Regions from separate parts of the Mus musculus genome. Here region 1 is linked to region 2. A link is a contact called in public Hi-C data. All regions are on one chromosome and are shown on one strand. The core of a region is the stretch at or near the end of the contact, and the rest is flanking DNA. Distances in the headings are between cores, read along the strand shown.

What was found. Hi-C and Micro-C count contacts between places; a contact is called where the count stands out from the background.
Region 1: a Hi-C map of adipose-derived mesenchymal stem cells shows a contact between it and region 2, with 4 times the contacts expected there. The contact joins the promoter of Ptchd1 here to the enhancer-like site in region 2. A contact is called at or near these places in 8 of 39 promoter capture datasets (the 3T3-L1 cell line, the C10 cell line, the HPC-7 cell line and 3 more), 23 of 484 Hi-C or Micro-C datasets (the HPC-5 cell line, adipose-derived mesenchymal stem cells, bone marrow-derived macrophages and 12 more), 6 of 115 datasets of contacts at active chromatin or transcription factors (bone marrow-derived dendritic cells, bone marrow-derived macrophages, embryonic stem cells and 2 more) and 1 of 9 other capture datasets (embryonic stem cells).

Annotation. Positions count from the first base shown.
Region 1 is chrX:155,620,984-155,625,741 of GRCm38.p6, forward strand. Ptchd1 (patched domain containing 1) reads right to left here and starts at 2,344. Exons shown (of 3, transcript NM_001093750.1): 1 at 1,977-2,344. The coding sequence starts at 2,327. It overlaps Gm15155 (a long non-coding RNA gene), which reads left to right and starts at 3,553. Exons shown (of 4, transcript XR_387096.4): 1 at 3,553-3,932.
Region 2 is chrX:155,375,317-155,380,309 of GRCm38.p6, forward strand. The region is part of intron 2 of Gm39545 (a long non-coding RNA gene); the gene reads left to right. Among named protein-coding and RNA genes, the nearest start is that of Gm39545, 23 kb to the left of the region's middle. Within about 2 kb of position 2,920, at least 6 of the 459 cell types and tissues checked have an H3K27ac peak or open chromatin away from gene starts, as enhancers often do. A contact at or near this core is called in adipose-derived mesenchymal stem cells, where this site is marked.

The DNA of each region.
Region 1 (4,758 bases), core at 1,094-3,593, 250 kb after region 2:
AGCCAGCTTCTTTCTCTCCAGTCCCAGCCTTTTTATAATATGCCCTCCCTTTTTTGTCTTGGACTGATTAAAACCAAACAGAAAAGAACATAATTGCAAAAATATCTGATTTGCCTGTTGATGTCTCATTAACCTTGACAGTGAATGTAACTAGTGACTGCCTGTCACAGTGGCATGATGGTGTGTTAGAGAGGGAGAAAAAAAGCCAATGGAAACATCTCAGAGGGAAAAATCCATGGATAAACAACTTAGTAGATCATCTACAAAACATGAAGCATTTCCAAATGCCCAGACTTGCTCCATTATACTTTCCTTAAGCCTGTGACAGTTCAACTACACACATTCTTGATAAAGCATTTCTAACAGTATTTATTTATCTGTATCTCAATAGATGCTCTGAAGTTTTGGGGGTGAAAACCCACTTTGATGTTGAAAAACAACCTCAGGGGGTGGGGTGGGGAGCATTTCAAGACTAATGTTGATAAGGTTCTGCCATAAGTGAATATGTCTAGTGATTTGTGTGCCGTTAAAAAAAAAATACCACAAGCCACTCAATGTGAAAATGTTCTAATTCCAGTCAGTCCCCAGCCAGATTCCTCCTTTACTAATTGCTGGTGGATAGTATGTCAACAAACAGAGAGGGAAACAATAGAGGAAAACGAGCTTCTATCTAGGGACACAGGGTTACCTGGAGAGGAAGAGACAGAGTAAAGAATTTCCCAGGTTCTCTAGTAGATTCCCTTTGGGAAAAGGAGGAATCTAACCTTCCACCAGACCCAGAGACCCCACAGGAAATCAGCACTTTCCATTTCTTCAGCATCTCAGCTGGGACTGGGTCCTGCCCCACCCCCTCCCCAGCAGAAGCTGAAGTAAACAAACCCCATAGTCTCCACCTAGATTCACTCTCCCTTTTCATTTATTTTTTCTTTTTTTTTTTTTCCTCCTATGATCTCTTCACTTTTCCATTTCCAGTCCTCACTCCTTGGCTTTTCTTAGGAACTTCTTGAAAGTTATCACCTTTAACCTCACTTTTCACAGCAAATTCCCACCTCGGGCTGATGGCACAAGTGGGCAAGTGGTTTCTGTTCTGTGTTCCTGAGATCTTCTTGGGGTCACATCCTGGCTCCTAATCTCCGGGCTTTGGATCTGCCCTTCAACCACGCGTTCAAAAAAAGAAAAAAAGAAAAAAGAAAAAAAAAGAAACAATAAAAGTATATCAACCTGTTCTGTCTTTCCCCAAAGAAGTTGCGTTTAAGTGGATTGAAAGTACTGTGAAAGATGAAATAACTGTGAGTTACAAGCACCATTTCCTACTCTCAAACACAGACATGGCTACCTTGATCCTGGAAGAGTGGTCTGGTGGCCGCCCCGGTCCTCATCAGGAACCGCACTTTGGTTGGGGGTGGGTGGGTGTTATTTTCCTCACCATGCCAACTCACAGTCCTCTGTCCCTTACCTACTACCCACAGCAACCTATCCAAAAACAATTCGGGTGCAGCGACTAGAGGAAAAGAGAAGAAAAAAAACGGGAACAGAGAATGGTGTCTTTGAACCTCACCTCCCTCCTCCTGAATAGTATTCTATTCTCAAGTAGCGGGACTTTCTTGAATGTATTCTCTTGTTCCGCTTCTTCTTGGCCCAGTTAACCTAAAGCCTCCCTGCCCCCAAGCCCACTGCGACCAAAACAAGCGCACTAAAGCACCGTAGTCGCCGCCGCCCCAACTGTTGCAGCAGCTGCGGGGTTACGGCAGAGGCGGGGAGGGCAGGGCCCAGCCAGGACCCGGACCTGAACGTTTCCTGCCTCCGAGACTCTGAGACTCTAGGTTGCTGCCTAGGGGCGCGCAGTGCAGAGGAGCCCCCGTGGGAGCCACTGCCCGGGACACTAGAGGTGGCTTCTGAGCCGGGACCCCGCGCGGAACCAGCACAGCCAGAGCAGCCGCGGCGCCAGGGGCTGCCAGAACCCGCCCTGGTCTCACCTTTAAGATCAGGTCCGTGTGATGTTGGTCTAGCATGTTGGCTTTCTGGTAGGAGGTGACAATGACCCGGCCGTAGCGCCCAGGGGTCTGCAGGTCCGAGTAGAGCCGGTGCTTGGAGCGGTTGACCGGGAAGAGGCTGTTGACTAGGTTGCGCTCGATCTTGGCTAGGCTGTGCTGGGGCGCCAGCAGGTGCTCCACGCTCTCTTCGACCTGGTAGCGGCTGAAGCTGGCGCCGAGCAGGATGGAGATGAGCACCGGCGCCGAAGCAAAGAAGACCGGGTGACTGGCAATGAAGTGGCCAAGCCGGGAGAAACACGTCCTCAAGCCCCTGTGCAGAACCTGCCGCAGCATCCTAGAGCAGAGCGGGCGCGGGAGGAGGGCGAGGCGCACGCTCGGCGCGGGCTCGGGCGACGGCGGCGGCGGCGGCGGCGGTGGTGGTGGTGGTGGTGGTGGCGCCCGCAGCGGCGGCGGCGACGGCGGCGGCGGCGGAGGCAAGACCCTGAGCTCTCCTGGAGCCGCGGCACCACCATCGGGGAGTCCCGCGCCGCGCCTCGGGAGGGACCCCTCCGGCTGGAGACACGCCCTCCTGCCCGCTGCCGCGCCTGCCCGGAGAGCCCCCCAGCTTGGCGGCCTCCGCGCCGCCCCCACCCCGCCCTACCCGGGGCGACCTCCCCACCCCCCGCCGGCTCCCAGCCTGGGGGGCGACACGCGACACTGCCGCGTTCCCGCTCAGAGCGGGCGGGGCTGGGAGCGGCCCCCGCGGCTCCTCATGACCCCACTCACCGGATCCCCGAAGCCAACGACGGGATGGCGCGGAGAGCGGTGGTGGTGGTGGCGCTAGCGCCAGAAGACTCTGCGCGCCAGCCTGGAACACGAGGACAGAGAATTCCAGGCTACACCCAGTCCCCTCCTCTCAGTGTACTCCCCCTCCCTCAGCTTGGCCGGCCAAGCGGGCTCACCCCCTTCCCCTTCCCCTGGCCTCCTCTGGGGAGACTCAGAGATAAATAAAGAGATGTCCCGGATTTTTCAAACAAAATAAAGTATAAGAGTTCTCCCGTTAGGGGGTAGGGTGGGGGTGTCGGGCAGACCCGCTTTGAGCCAAGTCTCTTCAGACGCGGAAAGACGCAGGCTGAAGACTGCGTGCGCCCCGGCTCTTGCCAGGCTCAGGTGGTGGCGCGCACTGGCTATTACCGAGAGGGGGTGGGGAACCGAGACGCTCGAGCATGGAAATCACGCCTCCTCCCAAGTAAGAGCCTTTTAAGATCTCCCCAACACTGCAGCTCCAGGGGCACCACAGGGGACCTGTGTGCATTTGGAGGCTGTCCACCCCAAATGTGTTCTAGGACAATCTTCCTCCCAAGTCCCAATTTTAGGGTCGCTCCAGAGTGGATTGAACTGGGCAGTGGTGCAATCCCTTCACCACTCTCTCCACCCTGTCCCCCAATAAGAAAAGTGCTGATAATGACACTCGGTCAGTCCATGGAACTGTCTGTCTCCAGGCTCCTCTTTTCCCTCCCTGCCTTTTTTTTCCTCCTCCTTCTCCTCCTCCTCTCTCTGTCGTCATTGGCAGGTCTGGGGGATCTGGTGCGGTGGAGCTGGTGCGGGCCCCCCTGCGGGTGTAGACTGGGAAATGCTGGTCGGGGAGTCAGTACTTAACCCCCTTCTCTCACTCCACCTGCTCCTCCTCCACGCGCGACAGTGTGCGAGTACGGGGACCCTTATATCAGAACAAGAGATGTACTGGTCTCTGAGTATGTCGAGCCGCAGGGGGCGCGGGGGAGCCAGAGGGGCTCTGAAGGCTTGGCAAAGTTGGGCTTGTGCGTGTGTGCGCCAGCCATAGCTAGCAGGCAGCCACTGTGGTTCCCCCTCGCACTTCCCCTCGGGAGATTTCCCGAGAAGGCGGACGCTGGCTTCGGCCTGGGACAGACCTGCGGCGGCGGGAACGGCCACGCACAGGTACAATTTAGCGCGTTTATTTGCGCGCTCCGAGCCCCGGGGTCCGTCCATTGGAATGCAGACAGAGTGGGATCCACGGAGTCTGGGTCACTGATGCTCCCCGTCCTGCCAGGTTGGGGTGGGAACCAGAGCACAAAGAAGGGTCCTCAGGTTCACAGCTCCAACAGCTTAGTCAGCCCACTCCACACCGCTGGTCTGTTTGCTCGACCTCTAAGTACCAAGGGTCAAATGGGAAGTGGCTGTGGCAGTAGGAGCGGTCCCTTGAGTGTGCCACACAACTGAGCATGGACATGCATATTAATCAAAGCAGAAAGAAGAGGGAAGAGTGGGGGAGGAAGAGGAGGAGGAGGAGGAGGAGGAGGAGGAGGAGGAGGAGGAGGAGGAGGAGGAGGAGGAGGAGGAGGGAGTTAGGGAGAGATGCAGACTGAGCCAGAGATAGAGAGAGCCAGAGAGCCAGACACAGACACTTCAAGACAGCTCAGCAGGAGTGGGAAAAAGCACCTGAAAGAGGCATTTTCCTAAAATCCCTGTCCCCTAGACTCCCCAACACCCTCTACTTCTCAAACTGAACTTGAGAACTTGTGCATTGGAGACAAAAAAGTCCTGGACCTTGAAATCCTTTTTTTTTTTCTTCTTCTTTTTTTCTTGTTCCTTTCCCTATATCACATCTATGTTCCTTCAGCAATGGCTACAACTGCTGATCTGTCCACTCTGGGGACACACTTGTCCAGTTCAGCCCGAGATTGTTTCCTAGGTTCTTCCACCTGTCTCTTGCTGATTTTCTCTTTGCCTGTCCCCGCTTTTCGCCACCCAGCTTTCTTTCCCA
Region 2 (4,993 bases), core at 1,670-4,169:
CTATAGGACAGGCATACCAGGCTCCTGTCAGCAAGCACTTGTTGGCATCAGCAATAGTGTCTGGGTTTGGGATCTTCAGCTGGGATGGATTCCCAGGTAGGGCAATCTCTGGATGCCCTTTCCTTTAGTTTCTGTTCCACTCTGTCCCCATATTTCCTTCAGACAGGAGCAATTCTGGGTTAATATTTTTGAGATGGGTGGATAGCCCCATCTTTCAACCAGAGGCCATGTCTATCCACTGGATATGGTCTCTACAGGTTCAATCTCCCCTTTGTTGGGTATAGATTGATCATATTAAAGCCAAAATTGTTTCAGTGTAAAGCTTAACACTTCCACTAGATGGTGACAAAAGGCCATATGTTGTCCTTTTAAAGTGACTGGATTGTTTATGATAGGCCCGAATTTCTACAAATAGAGGTTTAGGGAAAGTGAAAATTATATCTGAAATACTAGTTCCTTTGGAGAGGATAAACACACCAGGAGCAAACCTATGAAAGAAAGTGCTTATGAAAGCTGTCTCAATAAAACAGTGACCTCAAATGGCAAGCAAACACCAGTCACAGGCCTGTAAGAATACATAATTTGAGTGGTCAACAGCTTATCTGTTTGAAATCTAAGTGCTTTTCTAGTGCCTTCTTTCAGGGAATCCCAATGCTCTTGTTAGTGACCCTTTCAGAAAAGGAGCCAATAAAACTCCAGGTAGCAGCAACTTCTGATAAAGCCCCTCGAATACATTATTTGGCACAAGTCTCTGTAGAGAGACTTCAACAGAATGTCTAAATTGCTATCAAGTAACTTTAAGTGAGTTTCTAGTATGAAAGTTGAAAGCCCTTACTATTATGTATGTGGAATCAGGATTGGTTGTTTAGGGATCCTTGAATCTCCCCTCAGCAAGGGGTCCACATAGGACTGAGAGACAAAGATTGCTATTTCTTGGGACACTTTCCCCTTGCCCCTGGGCTATATTGAGATACCATATCTGTATCTTGCATTGGCCCCAAGTAGACCTTCTTCACATAGATACTAGAGTGATACACTAGCTTCTACAAAGAACAATAATGTGGGGTCTCCATCCTCAAGGTCCGAGTCAGGGACAATAGCCTGTATCACAGTATAAAACTCGGGCTTAGATGTCAGAGAGATGGCTCAATATTTAAAAGCCCCAGCTGCAAGCAAGGCATGGTGGCACACAGCTTTAATCTCAGCACTTGCCTGATCTACACAGTGAGTTTCAGAATAGCCAGAACTACACAGAGAAATCTTGTCTTAAAACAAAACAAAACAAAACAAAACAAAAACAAAAACAAAAAATAAAATAAAATAAAGTAAAGCACTGGCTGCTCTTCCAGAGGACTCAGATTCAATTCCTTGTACTCACATGGCAGCTCACAACAGTCTGTAACTACGGTCCCCGAGGATCTGGCTCCCTCTTCTGGCATTTGTTGGTATTGCATGCACAGACATACAGGCAAAACACCAATATACATAAAGCAAAAATAAATAAATCTTAAAACCAAAAACAAAACCAAACCAAAACAAAAAAACTTTCAGGATCAAAATGAAATTCCAAGCTTAAGAGTACTTTCACTCAGTACTATGGATGGTTGAACTGGTCATTAAGTTCACATACATGTATCTTTGGTTTCATTCACAGCTTACAAAAACACAAGTGATGGAGAGCACAGATACTGGGTGTATTAGTTCTTCAGGATTCTCTAGAGCAGTGATTCTCAACCCTCCCAATGTTGTGACCCTTTAATATAGTTCCTCATGTTATGGTGAACCCCAAACATAAAATTATTTTCTTTGCTACTTCACAACTCTAATTTTGCTAGTCATGAATCATAATGTAAATATGTGTTTTCCGGTAGTCTTTGGTGACCCTTATGAAAGGGTTATTCAAATTCCCAAGGAGGTCACGACCCACAGATTGAGTACCACTGCTCTAGAGGAGAAGGACTGATAGAATGAACCTATAATAAAAGCGGCTATATTAAAGCGACAGCAACATACGGGCTGTGGTCTGGATAGTCAAACAATTGCTGCCTCCCAATACAAGGGTTAAGAATACAATAGTTATTAAGTTCATGAGGCTGGATGTCTCAGATGGTCTTTGGTCTATGTTGGAGGTTCTAAATACCAGGGAAGAAACGCCTCACCTGCAGGATAGATGTCCTTGCCAGAGAGAATGAAGGAAAGCATGCAAAATTGAAAAGCTGCCTTTTTTCATGTCCTTTCATTTTAGCTGCCACCAGATGCATGGTTCAGATTTATGCTGGTTCTTCTGCTCTCAAATGATCCAGATTTAGGGTGGTTTTTCCTACCTCAAATAATCCAGTCAAGAAAAATCTCACACAGGTGTGTCCTGATGTTTGGGTTTTAGTTATTTCCAGATGTAGTCAAGTTGACAACAAAGATTAGCCATCACACTAAATCACCTGTTTGTTGAGTCAAAAATGAGCCCTAGGATTTCTGGGTAAGCACCACAGTGTCTCCATTCTGCATAGCTGCACTACTATTTTACCAATGGCATTACAATACCTAGAGTAGATCTTTGGATTCTCTTAATCCAAATTCAGAGTAGCCATGAGAGGCTCCCTTGAGTCTATCACTGGCTCCAGGGGACTGAGTTCTGAAGTGCTAGAAGTCTCTTTCATTCTCATCTAAGAACCAGGTCCCATTTTGGATATAATAGTCCAGGACTAATCTCTATGTTTTTGTTTTTGCTTTTACTGTTGTTGTTTTTGGTGCTAGGGACTAAATCCAGGGCTTCACATATAAAAGGCAAGCTCTACCAGAACTATATCTTCAGTCTCTGTCTCTATCTTTTGTCTCATGTGACTCAAACATGACTGGGCAAAAAGGATCTGCATGCTACATTGTTGTCAGGATACAGGATGAGAGGTCTGACTCATGACACATCATTTGTGGAAAAACCAAAGCAGGAAAGAATTAGAATGAGCAATGATGGCCAAAATAAGCCTCTGACTTTATAGAGGTCATAATCTCATGGGAAAAAGCTATCACTAGAAATGGTTTGTTCGGAGCTGGAGAGATGGTTTAGGGGTTAAGAGCATGTATCAATATTCCAGAGGACCTGAGTTCCATTCACAGCACCCATGTCAGGCAGCTCACAACCACTTGTGATTCCAGCTCCAGGAGATCTAAGTCTGGCCTGTTCAGATACCCACAAACACATGTGGTGGCATACATTCACATAGGCACACAAACACACACACACACACACACACACACACACACACACACACTATTAAAAATAAATGTAAAATAAAACAAGAAAGAAATGGCTTGTGTTAGTGTAGAATGAACCAACTTAAATTTATATTTATTTATTGTGTAATATTCAATTTAAAGAATAATATTTATTTAACTTATAGTTCTCGTGAGAAAAAAAATTTGCTAATACACTTGATGCTTTGTGTCCTCCCTGAGTTTTGGTAAAATTACCTTTGCTCTTTATTATTTTTCTCATGTATGTATCTCTTTTTAAACAATACAGGGATTGATTTTGTGTAGTTTTACTGCATCTATTCTGCTTGTTGTTCAATTGACTTCTTTAATTTGAAGATGTATTGTTTTAATAAAATTTGGAAATTTTGAAAAAAAAAAGGTGAGGGGATTCTGGGCTATGTGTGGTGTCATCCTAGCACTTGGAAGGTGGAGACAGAAAGATGGTTGCAAATTTAAGGCCAGCCTGTGTTACGCAATGAATTATAAACCAGCCTGGATTATTGAGTGAGAATCTGTCTCAAAATGAAACGAAATGAAATGAAATGAAATGAAACGAAACCAAACGAAACGAAACGAAACGAAAGCAAAGCAAAGCAAAGCAAAGCAAAGCAAAGCAAAGCAAAGCAAAGCAAAGCAAAGCAAAGCAAAGCAAAGCAAAGCTCTAGGCTGGGAAGATAGCGCAGATACTACACTCACTTGCCTAATATGTGCAGGGTTCTGGGTGTGATCCCCACTACTGAAGTAAAAGCACAAACTAAGGAAACAAACATACTCCTTTTAGCCTTCTGGCCTAGTAAAATGTAGTTGACCTCTCTGAGACTCAGAATATATGTAAAAATGGGAGAATAATACCTTCCTGGTATTATAAAATTGATAAGATGTTAAAATAAATGTGATATCTTGACTGTAGATAGGATTTATGGGATTATTTCTAATGAGTATGGCACAACTAGTGTTTTTCCCCCCCTGAGGCTAGAATATAAATGAGGATAGTTTCTCTGTGGCTTTTACTTGAATTAGTCATCCTATAAGACATTATCTATGAAGTCATGAAGATATTCTAGCAGGTTCTATAGAGGTTCCTGGGGAACAAATATGAAGTTTCCCCGAACTTACCAGCATGTCCAGTCAATTCAGATGGCTATATCCTTGGTTGATGACCCAATTCCACCCACATGGGATACCACACACCAGCTTTAGCTGTTTCTGGATGAATTATCTGTTCAAATTGTGAGTTTTGTAAGTATTTATTGTTTTATTTTTAAGTTCTCATTTAAAGATTGTATAGGCATATATCATTAATCACACATAACAATGGATGCAACTGCATCATTTTCATGTTTTTATGTAACATATTTTGATTACACTTGTCTGGTTTGGTTTTATGTTCACTTGACACAAGCTAGAGTCATTTGGTAAGAGGAAACTTCAACTGAAAAAATGCCTCCATTAGAATGGCTTGTAGGCAAGTCTGTGGGGGTACTGTTTTGACTAATGATTGATGTGGGAGGGCCCAGACCACTGTGGGTGGTGCTACCCTTAAAAGTTTGCCCTAAGTTGTATAATAAATCAGGCTGTGCAAGCCATGAGGAGCAAGCCAACAAGCAGTTCTCTTCCATGGCCTCTGCTTCTGTTCCTACCTCCAGGTTCCTGGTTTGGATTCCTACCCTGACTTCCCTTGGTGATGATGAGTGGCTTGAAAATTGTAAACTGAAATAAACTCTTCTTTCTCTTATTTACT